Regions from separate parts of the Mus musculus genome. Here regions 2, 3 and 4 are each linked to region 1. The links are chromatin contacts, called in public Hi-C, HiChIP or PLAC-seq and Micro-C maps. All regions are on one chromosome and are shown on one strand. The core of a region is the stretch at or near the end of the contact, and the rest is flanking DNA. Distances in the headings are between cores, read along the strand shown. Region 1 holds the start of Kcnk13 (potassium channel, subfamily K, member 13). Region 2 holds the start of Ttc7b (tetratricopeptide repeat domain 7B). Region 3 overlaps Foxn3 (forkhead box N3). Region 4 overlaps Foxn3 (forkhead box N3).

The links. Hi-C and Micro-C count contacts between places; a contact is called where the count stands out from the background. HiChIP or PLAC-seq counts read pairs in DNA pulled down with a chosen protein or histone mark.
Region 2: a contact with region 1 is called in an H3K4me3 HiChIP or PLAC-seq map of embryonic stem cells, with 2.6 times the contacts expected there. The contact joins the promoter of Ttc7b here to the promoter of Kcnk13 in region 1. A contact is called at or near these places in 4 of 39 promoter capture datasets (embryonic stem cells, pre-B cells and stem cell-derived epiblast-like cells), 1 of 115 datasets of contacts at active chromatin or transcription factors (embryonic stem cells) and 1 of 9 other capture datasets (embryonic stem cells).
Region 3: a Hi-C map of LSK cells shows a contact between it and region 1, with 5 times the contacts expected there. The contact joins the enhancer-like site here to the promoter of Kcnk13 in region 1. A contact is called at or near these places in 7 of 39 promoter capture datasets (the C10 cell line, embryonic stem cells, hippocampal neurons and 3 more), 6 of 484 Hi-C or Micro-C datasets (LSK cells, embryonic fibroblasts, embryonic stem cells and 2 more) and 9 of 115 datasets of contacts at active chromatin or transcription factors (embryonic hindbrain, embryonic midbrain, embryonic stem cells and 6 more).
Region 4: a Micro-C map of embryonic stem cells shows a contact between it and region 1, with 3 times the contacts expected there. The contact joins the enhancer-like site here to the promoter of Kcnk13 in region 1. A contact is called at or near these places in 11 of 39 promoter capture datasets (the C10 cell line, cranial neural crest, embryonic stem cells and 7 more), 1 of 15 datasets of contacts at CTCF or cohesin (pro-B cells), 7 of 484 Hi-C or Micro-C datasets (LSK cells, the N1E-115 cell line, embryonic fibroblasts and 2 more) and 9 of 115 datasets of contacts at active chromatin or transcription factors (embryonic hindbrain, embryonic midbrain, embryonic stem cells and 6 more).

The regions. Positions count from the first base shown.
Region 1 is chr12:99,963,145-99,965,866 of GRCm38.p6, reverse strand. Kcnk13 (potassium channel, subfamily K, member 13) reads right to left here and starts at 1,368. Exons shown (of 3, transcript NM_146037.2): 1 at 1,066-1,368; 2 at 1-663.
Region 2 is chr12:100,519,563-100,522,262 of GRCm38.p6, reverse strand. Ttc7b (tetratricopeptide repeat domain 7B) reads left to right here and starts at 1,441. Exons shown (of 20, transcript NM_001033213.1): 1 at 1,441-1,692. The coding sequence starts at 1,572.
Region 3 is chr12:99,405,698-99,408,422 of GRCm38.p6, reverse strand. All of the region lies in intron 1 of Foxn3 (forkhead box N3), which reads left to right. Among named protein-coding and RNA genes, the nearest start is that of Gm51999, 15 kb to the right of the region's middle. Within about 2 kb of position 1,267, at least 152 of the 459 cell types and tissues checked have an H3K27ac peak or open chromatin away from gene starts, as enhancers often do. A contact at or near this core is called in LSK cells, embryonic fibroblasts, memory CD8 T cells and 2 more, where this site is marked.
Region 4 is chr12:99,385,049-99,387,748 of GRCm38.p6, reverse strand. The region is part of intron 2 of Foxn3 (forkhead box N3); the gene reads left to right. Among named protein-coding and RNA genes, the nearest start is that of Gm51999, 5.8 kb to the left of the region's middle. Within about 2 kb of position 1,363, at least 52 of the 459 cell types and tissues checked have an H3K27ac peak or open chromatin away from gene starts, as enhancers often do. A contact at or near this core is called in embryonic stem cells, extraembryonic endoderm stem cells and trophoblast stem cells, where this site is marked.

The DNA of each region.
Region 1 (2,722 bases), core at 119-2,618:
TAGCCTGCTCTGCGTGCGGGCTCGCCCATGCCCGCCGCGCGTTCCCCAAGGCGGCGTGGATCTCCCGGCCGCCGCCGCCTCCTCGGTGGTTCCTGTGTAGCCAGCTCCCCACGTCCGCCTGGACTCGTGGTTTCGAATCCGCTTTGTCGTCGCCGCCTCCCTGTCCTCTCTGGAGTTCTCCTTAAGGCTGAAGACCAGAGGGTCGGGACACAGAATCTGCTTCGACTTGGTGCGAGGGTGCGGGCGACCCGGGTTCACCCGAGCTCCTAATTCGGCTCAGATTGGGGAGGGGGCGTGGCGTGCCTTCAAGGCAAACTCCCTAGAACTTGAACTCCTCTTGAAGAAAAAAAAGGTCGTGGGTCCAGAGAGAATCGGCGGGTAAGCTTCACATCAAGGTCCGGGTTCCTCGGAGCATTGCTTTCCAAGCTGTGATGGCTGGGATACGGGCTGTTCTCTGTCTTCGGTGCCTCTCCAGGTGGATCTGTGTTGCGTATTAGTGACAATGTTCTGCCGAGAGCCTCTATCCACCAGAATAACCAGGGCTCAGAGGTCGGAACGGGTTTGGGGCAGACGCACGGACGCAGGGACAGTGCGAAGAGGCAGATCAGCCGGCTCGGATCTCTGCTGGGCACACAGGCTCCACGGCAGCACGAGGGCGGACCGCTGTGGGGAGGAGAACAGAGGGGGAGGTTGGAACAGTGAAGGAAGTTAGAAGCATCCTCCCAGGGAGCCTTCCTTGACTTCCCCCATACCAGATCGCCCTTGGCCTCTAGGGCCTGCACCGGGCGTTCTCTGTCCACACGTGCCGGCCCTGCCAGCCCATCTCCCGGAGAACCGGCCAAGGACAGCGGCCAGAAGAGTTCCATCTCTTTCACCCGGTTTTGATCGCCTCGGCTCTGTAGTTCTTGCGCAGTCAGTGGCGCTGAGCTGAGAACTCCAAGCTACAACATGTAAGCCGGCAACAAGGTTCTTTTGTGAACCGCTGGGGCGCCCACCCAGAGACCCCCAACTTGCCATGAGCTCTGGAGCCGCCGTCGCCTTCGCGTCTCACCTTCCCAAACGCACCTGCTCTGTGGAACAGGTTCAGGATGGTTCCTGGCTTCCCTTCTCAAGTGGCCTTGCCCTGCCCAGTGGGGCTGAGAGCAGAAGTCCGTGCCCAGAGCTGCCTTCTCTGTGGAGTGCTCAAAAACTGCAACAGGTGGAGCTCTGCAGCTGCCAACCGAGGCGACTCCACCCGGTACCCGCCCCTTGGCCTCAGGGCCAGTCTCCTGCTCAGGTCTCCTCCGCTGGCGCTCGCCTGGACCTCTAAACAGCGATGCTTCTACCAGGGAGTGCAGATCCCTGGAGTGGTTGCTTAACAGATAGGTCGAGAGCCTCGATGGTCTGCGTGGGTTCCTCTCAGGCCAGAAGAGGGCGCTGCGTGCCCTCCAGACACACCTGGTTCCCAGCAGTTTAGCCACAGGGGATCGAATATAGCTGTGTGAAGGAATGGATTCATAGCCACCCACGGTCTAAACAGAATTTCTCCGCCTTTAGAGAGAGAGAGAGTGGTCCCAGGAGACCCACCCACGATACTAGCCAGAAACAGAACTAGAAAAGCTTGCAGTTCTGTTGAATAGATGCAAATGATTTTGGTGAGAGTAACTAACAGACCGTTTATCTTGCATTGTGTCTCCTGGGGAGGAAGAACTTTAGAGGGTATTGAGTTCACACCCAGGGTGAGTAACCCAATTACCTTTACTAGTTTAAGAAACATCTCAAGTACATCAAAATCGAATGACGTTTACAATGACACAACACACCACCACCTAGATTCTACAAGTGACAGTTTACCAGGCTTGCTTATATTTACCCATTCCTTTCTAGTCACCAACCCACTCAGGATGCACTTTGAATGGTTGTAGACACCCACACACTTTCACCCCATCTCCAGCCAGTATTGGCCATTATTAAGAGCTCTATCCTCGGATTTTTGCTTTTGTGGTAAAATTTGCATGCAATGACATGTCATTGTACCATTAGGTGAGTCCTGATAACTTTGGGAGCCAAACAATGGTGGCCTCCCTCCCTTATCATCTAAAAGCCACCAAAGGATTAAAGCTCCCACAAATATCTTCCCAGTAAATCCCCACCCACATTCCTGCAGAGGTAGCCACTATTCTGATTTCTTTTTCCACCATGGAATATTTCTCCTTTATAGAACTTGGTTTTGTTTATTCAGGTCTCTGTATTCATAAGAACCAGTTATGTGTCTTGTGTAAAGTGTGTTCCTGAAGTGTACCGACTGACATCATTTCAAACTAGCTTTTTCTAACCCACAACAATGCAGTGTCCACATCCTATAGACTGTTGACAGAGCCAGCCATTTTATTTTTAAGCCTTCTGTATACAGGCACATAAACTTATCTCCTTGGGGTTTTGTGTTCTCTGGACACCTTGTATATTGGACTTTTGTAAATGGTTGGACTATTTTGCCCACTTAAAAGCTTGGTTTTGGAGCTGGGGAGATGGCCAAGTCAGTAATGTGCTCATCACAGTGTGAGGACCAGAGTTCAGCTCCCCAACACACATACAGAAGGATGAGCATAGCTGTGGACTTTTGACATCCTACTCCTCCTGAGCAGGTAGGGCCAAGTGGAGCTGGCTAGCCACAGTTCCGTAGCCAAGTCAGTGAACTCTCGGTTCAGTGAGAGCCCCTCTGGTTTCCACATGCACACATGTG
Region 2 (2,700 bases), core at 192-2,691, 560 kb before region 1:
CCATCTGCTCTGCTCCCATCACCTCTGAGGGCCTTGGGTTGCCTCAGTGTGGTGTTGGTCATGTCCCAAGTACTTCTTTCCTCTTGGCCCTTACTGAGTTTCAGTTGCTGATCCTGTAAACCAAGGCCTGTGAGTCTGGTCTTCATTTATCCCCAGGGCATGAGAGAAAAGCCTGCACTTGATAGCTTTGGAAAGCTGGAGGAGACACACCCAAAGAGGATGAACCTGGTGACAGGGTACTGCCCAGATGACAGCTCCATCCTCAGAGGCAGTATTGCAGAGTCCAACACCCCCACTGCCCCTGAAGCCACATTCCCTGACCAACTTTCCCAAATACTGGTCATGTCCATACTTGCAGGCCTTGCCATTGCATGCCTGACTAACATGCAGGCTCCCTATCTCACCAAGAAGAAAGACAGTCTTTCTAATGATCCAGAAGGCCGGGCATGGACTAACCCCCACCCTCCTGACATCATCTGCTCAGCTCCTTGCCTTCATTCCACCCCAGCCACTCTGGCCTTTTTCTAACTCACCAAATATAGTAAAGCCGAGGCCTTTGCTCTGCCTGTAATGATCTGCCCTCCCCACCTCCCATATCCCCCCGACTCTCATCTTTAAAACTGTCAAATATCACTTCAACACCATCCTTAACCAACCCATAACCTAATTTGCTACTTTATTTTGCTTAATTAATTCATTTCCATGAATGGGCTATGAACTTTATACCCACTTTGAAGCAAAGTTGTACCCACTTCGTTCCGTTTCCACAGCCCTAAAACACTACCTAGCTCTGTGTGGGTGACCTCTGACTCTATAGTTACTGAATAAATTACACAAGTGAAATAATGTTCAGCTTAGACACCTGCCCCTGCTCTCAGTTACAAGGTCAAGGCCTGGAAATGCCACTTATGAGTTGGTATTCTCCTCAGAGGGCAAGGGAGCTGGCATCTGGGCTTGCAGCTACACACACACACACACACACACACACACACACACACACACACACACGTCCTCCCTCACTTTCTTCCAACACACACTTAAGGAACTTCGGGCAGGTTCTGGAGGAGCATGAATCTCCACTGCTTCTGGCCACATGATGGGGACGGAGGCTACCTGGGGCAGAGGGGAGCCTGAGGAGGGGCGCAGGCCAGCACAAGCAACCTGCGATGGCAGGGCCAGCCGAGGCAGGCTCGCCCTTCACGCCCTCTCGCACTAGAAACCCCGGCCTTTGGAGCCCCAGAGCATCCTCGGGGTGGCTGCCCTGGCTTGACCCCTCACCGCTCCAGGTTCGCTCCTGAGCACCGTCCCGCGCTCCTCATTGCTGTCCGGCCTCCGCCCCGGCCCGCTGCGGCTCCGGCCCTGGCCGGCAGGGGCCGCTCCTCGCGGCGCCCGGGGCCCCGCCGCGCCCGCCGCCGCCCGCTCCCCGCCCCTTCCCCGGCCGGCGTTCCCGTTACGCCGCCGAGCCGGGAGCCGGAGCCGGAGCCCGCGGCCGCAGCGGGAGGCGGCGCGGGGCCCGGCGGCGGCGGGGCCTGCGGGGCCTGCGGGCGCGCGCCGGGCCGGCCAGGGCGGCCATGGCGACCAGGAAGGCGGGCTCGCGGCTGGAGACGGAGATCGAGCGCTGCCGCTCCGAGTGCCAATGGGAGCGGATCCCCGAGCTCGTCAAGCAGCTGTCGGCCAAGCTCATCGCCAACGGTACGCGCGGACGCACCGGGGCTTGCGGGACCGCCGCGGCCTCCGGGGCTAGGCCTGAGGCTCCGGGCGCGAGCAGGGGCGCGGCCGGGCGGCGAGGCGCAGGCCGCGCGGTGTGCGCGGGCCAGGCCCTTGGGGAACGCGGGGTCCTCCGGTCACGCGGCGTGCGGCTGGGCGGGCGGGCTGTGCCTGTCGGAGCCTTGGAGTCCTGACGTGCAGGCTGGAGAGGTTCACCGACCCCAGAGACCGGAGGCCAGCCCCGGGCTTCCAAGAAGTTGGAGCTTGTGTGTGTGTGTGCGTTTGTGTGTGTATGGAGCCCCCCGGGACATACCTGTGGGCATCTGGGGACCACCAGAGTGTGTGTGGTGTGCTCAGGGGTCCTGTGATGGAGATGTTGTGAACATATGGTAATCAAGGGCCCCAGGAGGGAGCTCAGACTTGGAGGGTGTCAGGGGTGGCATTGGCAGGTTGGGATTTGTGTCTTGAGGTCAAGACAGTTGGGTGTCAAATCTGCAGACCCAGAGAGGATAGGGTGGAGAGTACAAGGGAAACAGAGTCAGGGAGTCTGGGAGAAGGTTACTGGGCAGGAAGATGAGACTGTATTAACAATGAGGGAAATGGAGCTGATTGGATGAGGGGCCTGGTGCGCCCAGGAACCAGGATCTGACTTGGGAAACCTGGCGGCTGGACTTGGCCAATGACCCCATTTGCTGAATTGGTTCTTCCAACCCATCAAACCAAAACTGCAGCCAAAATCACATTCCAGAGCGAGACTCCACGTGGCCTTATTTGTTTTGGAAGCAAGTATGGTTAATATTTGCTTGTCTTTTCGTACGCGCCAAAACCACAGGCAGGCACTTGGAGCCTGGGCAGAGAGGGCAGAGGATTTTGTCCTCCTTCACCTCTGGCTTCCCAAGACTGTCTGAGCAGGCGTGGGACAGACAAATCACAGAGGGAATGAATGAAGGACTGACACTGCTCATTCAAGGAAGGACATGTGTACTCTTTTCA
Region 3 (2,725 bases), core at 18-2,517, 560 kb after region 1:
AACAAGACGGCTCATCTGCCCTAAAGATGCTTGCTCCCGGTTGCTGCGAGCTGAGTTTGGTTCCCGGGGCCCATGTGGTGGAAGAAGAGAAACAACCGACGTGTGCACGCTGTCCTCTCACCTCCACCGTGTCCTCATCCACAGCCACACGCAGACGCCTGAATTGATAAATGTCATGAGACAAAACCACTTATCTATGAGAATGCAAAATGTTAAAGCAACAGAAATCATAGTTTAGTGCACACGTGGGGACAAAGCTTCTGGCCAGTTTCAGTACGAATTTATAAGTGTTCCGCAAGCTGAGCAGGTCGGTGCACGCATTCAGTCCCAATGCTGGAGAAGCAGAGGCAGCTGGAGCTCTGTGAGTTTCAAGGCCAGCCTGGTCTACGTAGTGAGACATAGTGATATCCCACCTCAAAAAAACCTAAACTAAAGTAAAACAACAACAACAACAAAACTTTTCCAAGAAGTAAAATTGACCAAAAACAAAAGAAGAGAAATCCAAAAGCAACTTCCAGGACTCTGGTGGAGAGGCCTTTAAGTTTGTTTGATCTGGAGATGTGAATGTGACTGAAAGCCTGAGGGACACAGGAAAGCCCCCAGAGGGCTGTGGGTAGGACGCAGTGACCTTTGCTATCAATATTGCAGGACTCCCCCATTCTACATTTTTTTTTTAAATGTATTTTTTCTACACTAAAAAAATATGTTTTGTGTCTTAGGCAACAGAAGCGGTGGACAAAGCTTTCATTTAGATCATGCAAGAAACTGAAAATGTGGAAGATTTTCCTTAGAAGAGGGGGTATGGGGGGGGGCAGAGTAAAGTGGAGTCTCCCGACTGCTGCTTCATCCCAGCCATCCCTGCAGTGAGCCCCAGCATCCCTGCAGCGAGCCAGCACTCTGCAGTGTCTAACTTTCCACTTTCACTTTTGATTAGTTAGGGCCCCCATCTGCTGTTATTTGGATATGAGTCTTTTCTGTGACTTATTTTCCAAGGATCCGAAGCAGTTTAAAAATACATAATGTTCAGCGATCTAACCATGTTGTAATGTTAAGTACTTGTTTGGGGACTTAAAACTAAATCCGTCAAACAGATTTGAAACCTTTACAGTGTCTTAAAAAATGATAGCCGGTGAGCAAAAAAGAAAGAGGGGACCACGTAAGCTGTGATCGCCACGCTTTTAGCAGCCACACTAGCAGCAAGCAGTTCGGTTTGCAAAAACAGAAGAGTGACAATTCTTTATTTAATGTTAAACAGGAAACTGAAAGCAATCTGCAGCACCAGGGTGCGTTTTCAAGGAACCTGCTATTTATCAGTGCTGGAAAAAGCCGGCAGACATTTCTTCTATTTGCTTAAGATGATAATGTCTTCGTGAAAATCTTAACCCAAACGTGACCGCCAGAAACAGGGTCTGTTGTATCCGCTGGTTTTGAGGCAACCGGTTCCCCCCAGAACCAAAGGAAATGTAGAAGCAAATTGCAGAGCTCTCAGAGAGTTGGAGAGTTGGGCAGGCACTCATGTTTTGCCCGTGTGTGGGGCTGTCACTTAGCCAGCATGTGTGGGTATGAATATTCTTTCTGAAGACCTGGGCTTCATTTTTAAGGTCAGCCTTCAATTTCGAGAGAATATAATTTGCTGTTATTTTTAGGGCTTTCATGATTGCTCGTAATAACTAATGAAAAAAAAAACAGCAGAGAAATAAATGTGTAACAGCTGTGTCTGCTTAACTTGATTAAAGGCAGTTAAAAAAAAAAGTAAACAGAAGACTAATGTGACAATAGGCAACGGGGACAAGTATCTCTGTCATTGTGAGAAGTCTTACAGACATAACTTGCCTCGAGTCGGAAGGCCGGCCGGGTCTGTGTTTAAAGTTTACTTTACTGTTTGTCTAGTGTGGGATCAGTGTTGGAGTGAATAATTTATAGCCAGCATGAATGAGCTCATTAGTCACCTTTTCAGACTTTAAATGAGTTTTGTGGTTGTCATTACTCGGGCCTTCTGTTCAGCCGCCGAGCAAAATGACAGCTTGGCAGTTGGCTGCCTTGTTGTGGGGGCCGCCTGTTCCCCTTCAGGTCTGTGCTGGCTTTTGTGTTTCATTGAGACCTTGCTTTTCTTGCCCTGTGGCTGGGCCAGGAACACTCACTTTTCAGTCTTATATACTTGAAGGCTCAAAGAGACATTTTGGAGGAAGTTTAAAACAAAACAAAACAAAACAAACGTTTTGGTGGTATCTGCCAGTGAAATGGATGGGCGCTTGCTCTCCCTCTCCCTCTCCCTCTCCCTCTCCCTCTCCCTCTCCCTCTCCCTCTCCCTCTCCCTCTCCCTCTCCCTCTCCCTCTCCCTCTCCCTCTCCCTCTCCCTCTCCCTCTCCCTCTCCCTCTCCCTCTCCCTCTCCCTCTCCTTCTCTCTCTCTCTCTCTCTCTCTCTCTCTCTCTCTCTCTCTCTGTGTGTGTGTGTGTGTGTAGGCCAGAAGTCAACATCAGGTGATGGCCACTGAAACGCTGTGCTCATCAGAGAGAATAGCAAAGGCGCCCACGAATGCCTGTCTACTCAGGGTTTCTACTGCTGCAGTAAAACATCATGGCCCAAAAACAAGTTGGGAAGGACAGGGTTTATATGGCTTACACTTCCAGTTCACAATCTATCATTGGAAGAAGTCAGGGCAGGAACTCGAGCAGGGCTGGAACCTGGAGGCAGGAGCTGATGCAGAGGCCATGGAGGAGGGCT
Region 4 (2,700 bases), core at 114-2,613, 580 kb after region 1:
GAGAATTGCCATAAAGAACTGGAGGAAAAGGATAGCTGCTTTCTGAATATTGGGAGGGGGTGGCTTCTCAGGCTTCTGGAATTCACGGGAGATACTGCTCTGTTGAAAGATACTTGAACATACTTAATTACTCCGAGACCCATCAGAGACTCCAGGTGCCCTCAGCTTTTATGAAATCTGGTGTCTATGTGAGTGCCTGGCACCGTGAAACTGGGAAACCGCCAGGGTGAAGTACTGCGTGGGTTAAGGTTCCCACCAGAAGGGTTTTTTGTTTTTTTTTTTAAATTGTTTAAGTGTGTGTGTGTGTGTGTGTGTGTGTGTGTGTGTATGTGTGTGTGTGTGTGAGAGAGAGAGAGAGAGAGAGAGAGAGAGAGAGAGCGCGTGAGAGCGAGCCCGAGCACACATGTGTGAGGGAGGGAGCTGGATTTACAGGTGATCGAGAGCTACCCACTGTGGGTGTTGGGAACTGACCTTGGTTTTGCTGGAGGAACCATGAGTGCTCTTAACCTCTGAGCCATTGCTCACTGATGCTGATGATGTCAGGAGGGGGGTTCCTGGATATGCAGGAGCCTTCTTCTTTTCCAGGTCCTTAGTTTTATCTGTGAGGCTCAGGGCGTGCCTCTTACATCCCTGGTACTCAGTCTTAGCTATTTTCTCAGGTTAAGCATCTGAGACCACTCTCTAGATTTCAACTCTGTTCCCTGCTTTGAGATCCTTCTGAAAACTTAGAAACTGTCCTCTTTCAAAGAGCCAGGCTGTGGCATTAAACACCTTTGTATAGGTCACTTCTTGGGGCAAGAGAGAGAGCAAGTGTGAGGAAGGAATTCTAAGCTTAGAGTACAGCCAGCAGAGGTCGAGTCAGGACCCCAGAGCTGTTTGCCACTGAGGAAAGTTAACAGGGCCTTTAGCTCCAGTCATCCTTTCTGCACGTTCTAGCGTGCCCGCGTCTCCACGTTTGACATGAAACCACAGCACCCACAAGTAATGTAGCTAGTTCGAACTCTGAACTGTTAAACAGGACCAGCTTCAAGCCTGCAGGGAGACTTAGAGATTATCTACTCCTCTTGCTGCCTTGCTACCAAGCCCTGGATGGTGCCTGTCAGAGCTCACCAGGAGGGTCCACCCGGCTCCCTGCCCCGCCCCGCCTTACACTGGATTCTTGGAGTCACATCCCCCTCCCCCCCAGGGGTGTTGGTTGTCAATCTCAGCAAACACTGATACCTGTTGACAGGGAGTGTTTTGAAGGACTTGAGATTGTTAATTTTCTGAATTGTTGAGTTCTGGCTTCCTAGCTGAGGCAGTGACCTGTATTGACGTGTTTCTGATCAAATGCCAGTCAGTTTTGTGACTTCGAGTTTGTTCCCAGTGAATAAAGCTACAGTTGTGCCCCCCTCCCCCTTTCTTTTTCTTTGGGTGAGCTGGAGGCCTCTGGTGGCTGTTCAAGTGTCAGGCTTAGTGAGTGCTGCCAGGGCCCTAGCCCTGGCCTGTTTACTGGGGGTTTTCTCCTGGATTTGCTGCGTAAAAGGGAAGGCATTCTCGCTGATCCATTGCCCAGTGAGAGTCCCTTGGGCTCTGTAGGTACACTTGTTTTCTTCCCAGGGAGTTCTGCTTTGGCAGTAGGCTCAACCTCAACATGAATGTTTGAACACACCCAAACGTTGGTGAGAACTGCCTCAGATAACAGAGAATGGAGGCCTGGCACATTATACCCACCGAGTTAGCTGCGCCACCTTCTTTGTTTGTTTTAATTCTTTTGGTATGTTTTTGAAATTGAAAAAAGCTTGGCCTAGCAGAGAGGATGTGGGATCCTGTGGGATCCTTGTCCCAGACGGCTTGGAACATGGGACCCTGCTGGATTACTGTTTGGCTAGGCCCCTGGAGAAGGGAGGAACCTTTGAGATTGCATCTCGGTCACCCCAAGCAAGGCATTTAACACTGGTACCACCTCTCAGGCCCCACCTTGGAGATTTGGTTCTGAGGTGGGTTGGGAAAGTTGGTTGTCTGGTGTTTCAAGGTGCTTAGCTGGTCCTGGAACCAGGGAGGGGCCTTTCAGGGTTTTTTTGTTGTTGTTGGTCAGTTTGTTTTGAGAGGGCCTCAAATAGGCAAGCCTTGAACTTGATATTCATCTTTGGGTGACCTTGAACTCCTGACCCTCCTGCTTCCGCCTCCTTTGCTGGTATTATAGGCATGGGTTTTGTTCTTTTTCCTAAGTGTTCAGATTTCATCAAGAATCTTTTTCTCTCAATTAAGTCTGTTTTATCTCTCAAAGTGCTTCAACAGACAGGTTAAATTTGTTTTTGTTTAATCATGGGCATTTTTAGCCAGCCAAAGTAGATAGAATAATATGAATTTGGGCTCCTGTCACCCCACGATCCATGTCTAGAGCTAGGGTTTAAAGGGAATTGTCTGGTTTCGTTCATTCATTTTTTTTTCCCTGTCACTGTTGCTACTTGGAAGAAAATTCAGATCGTGAGTCACTTTATTTCAACATACTTGAGAGTGTAGGAGAATAATCCATAATTTGCCATGCAGCTACAATGCCAGTGTGTCTGTTTGTACCTCATGCCTCCGACTCCCCCCCAACATTAGAAAGGCTTAGATGTCATCTGAGCCAAGTATTCAAATATCCAAGATTGTTAGATGTTTCAATTAGGACCCCCAACATGGCTTATGCAGGGTTGTGGGGTCTCTCACAGGCTT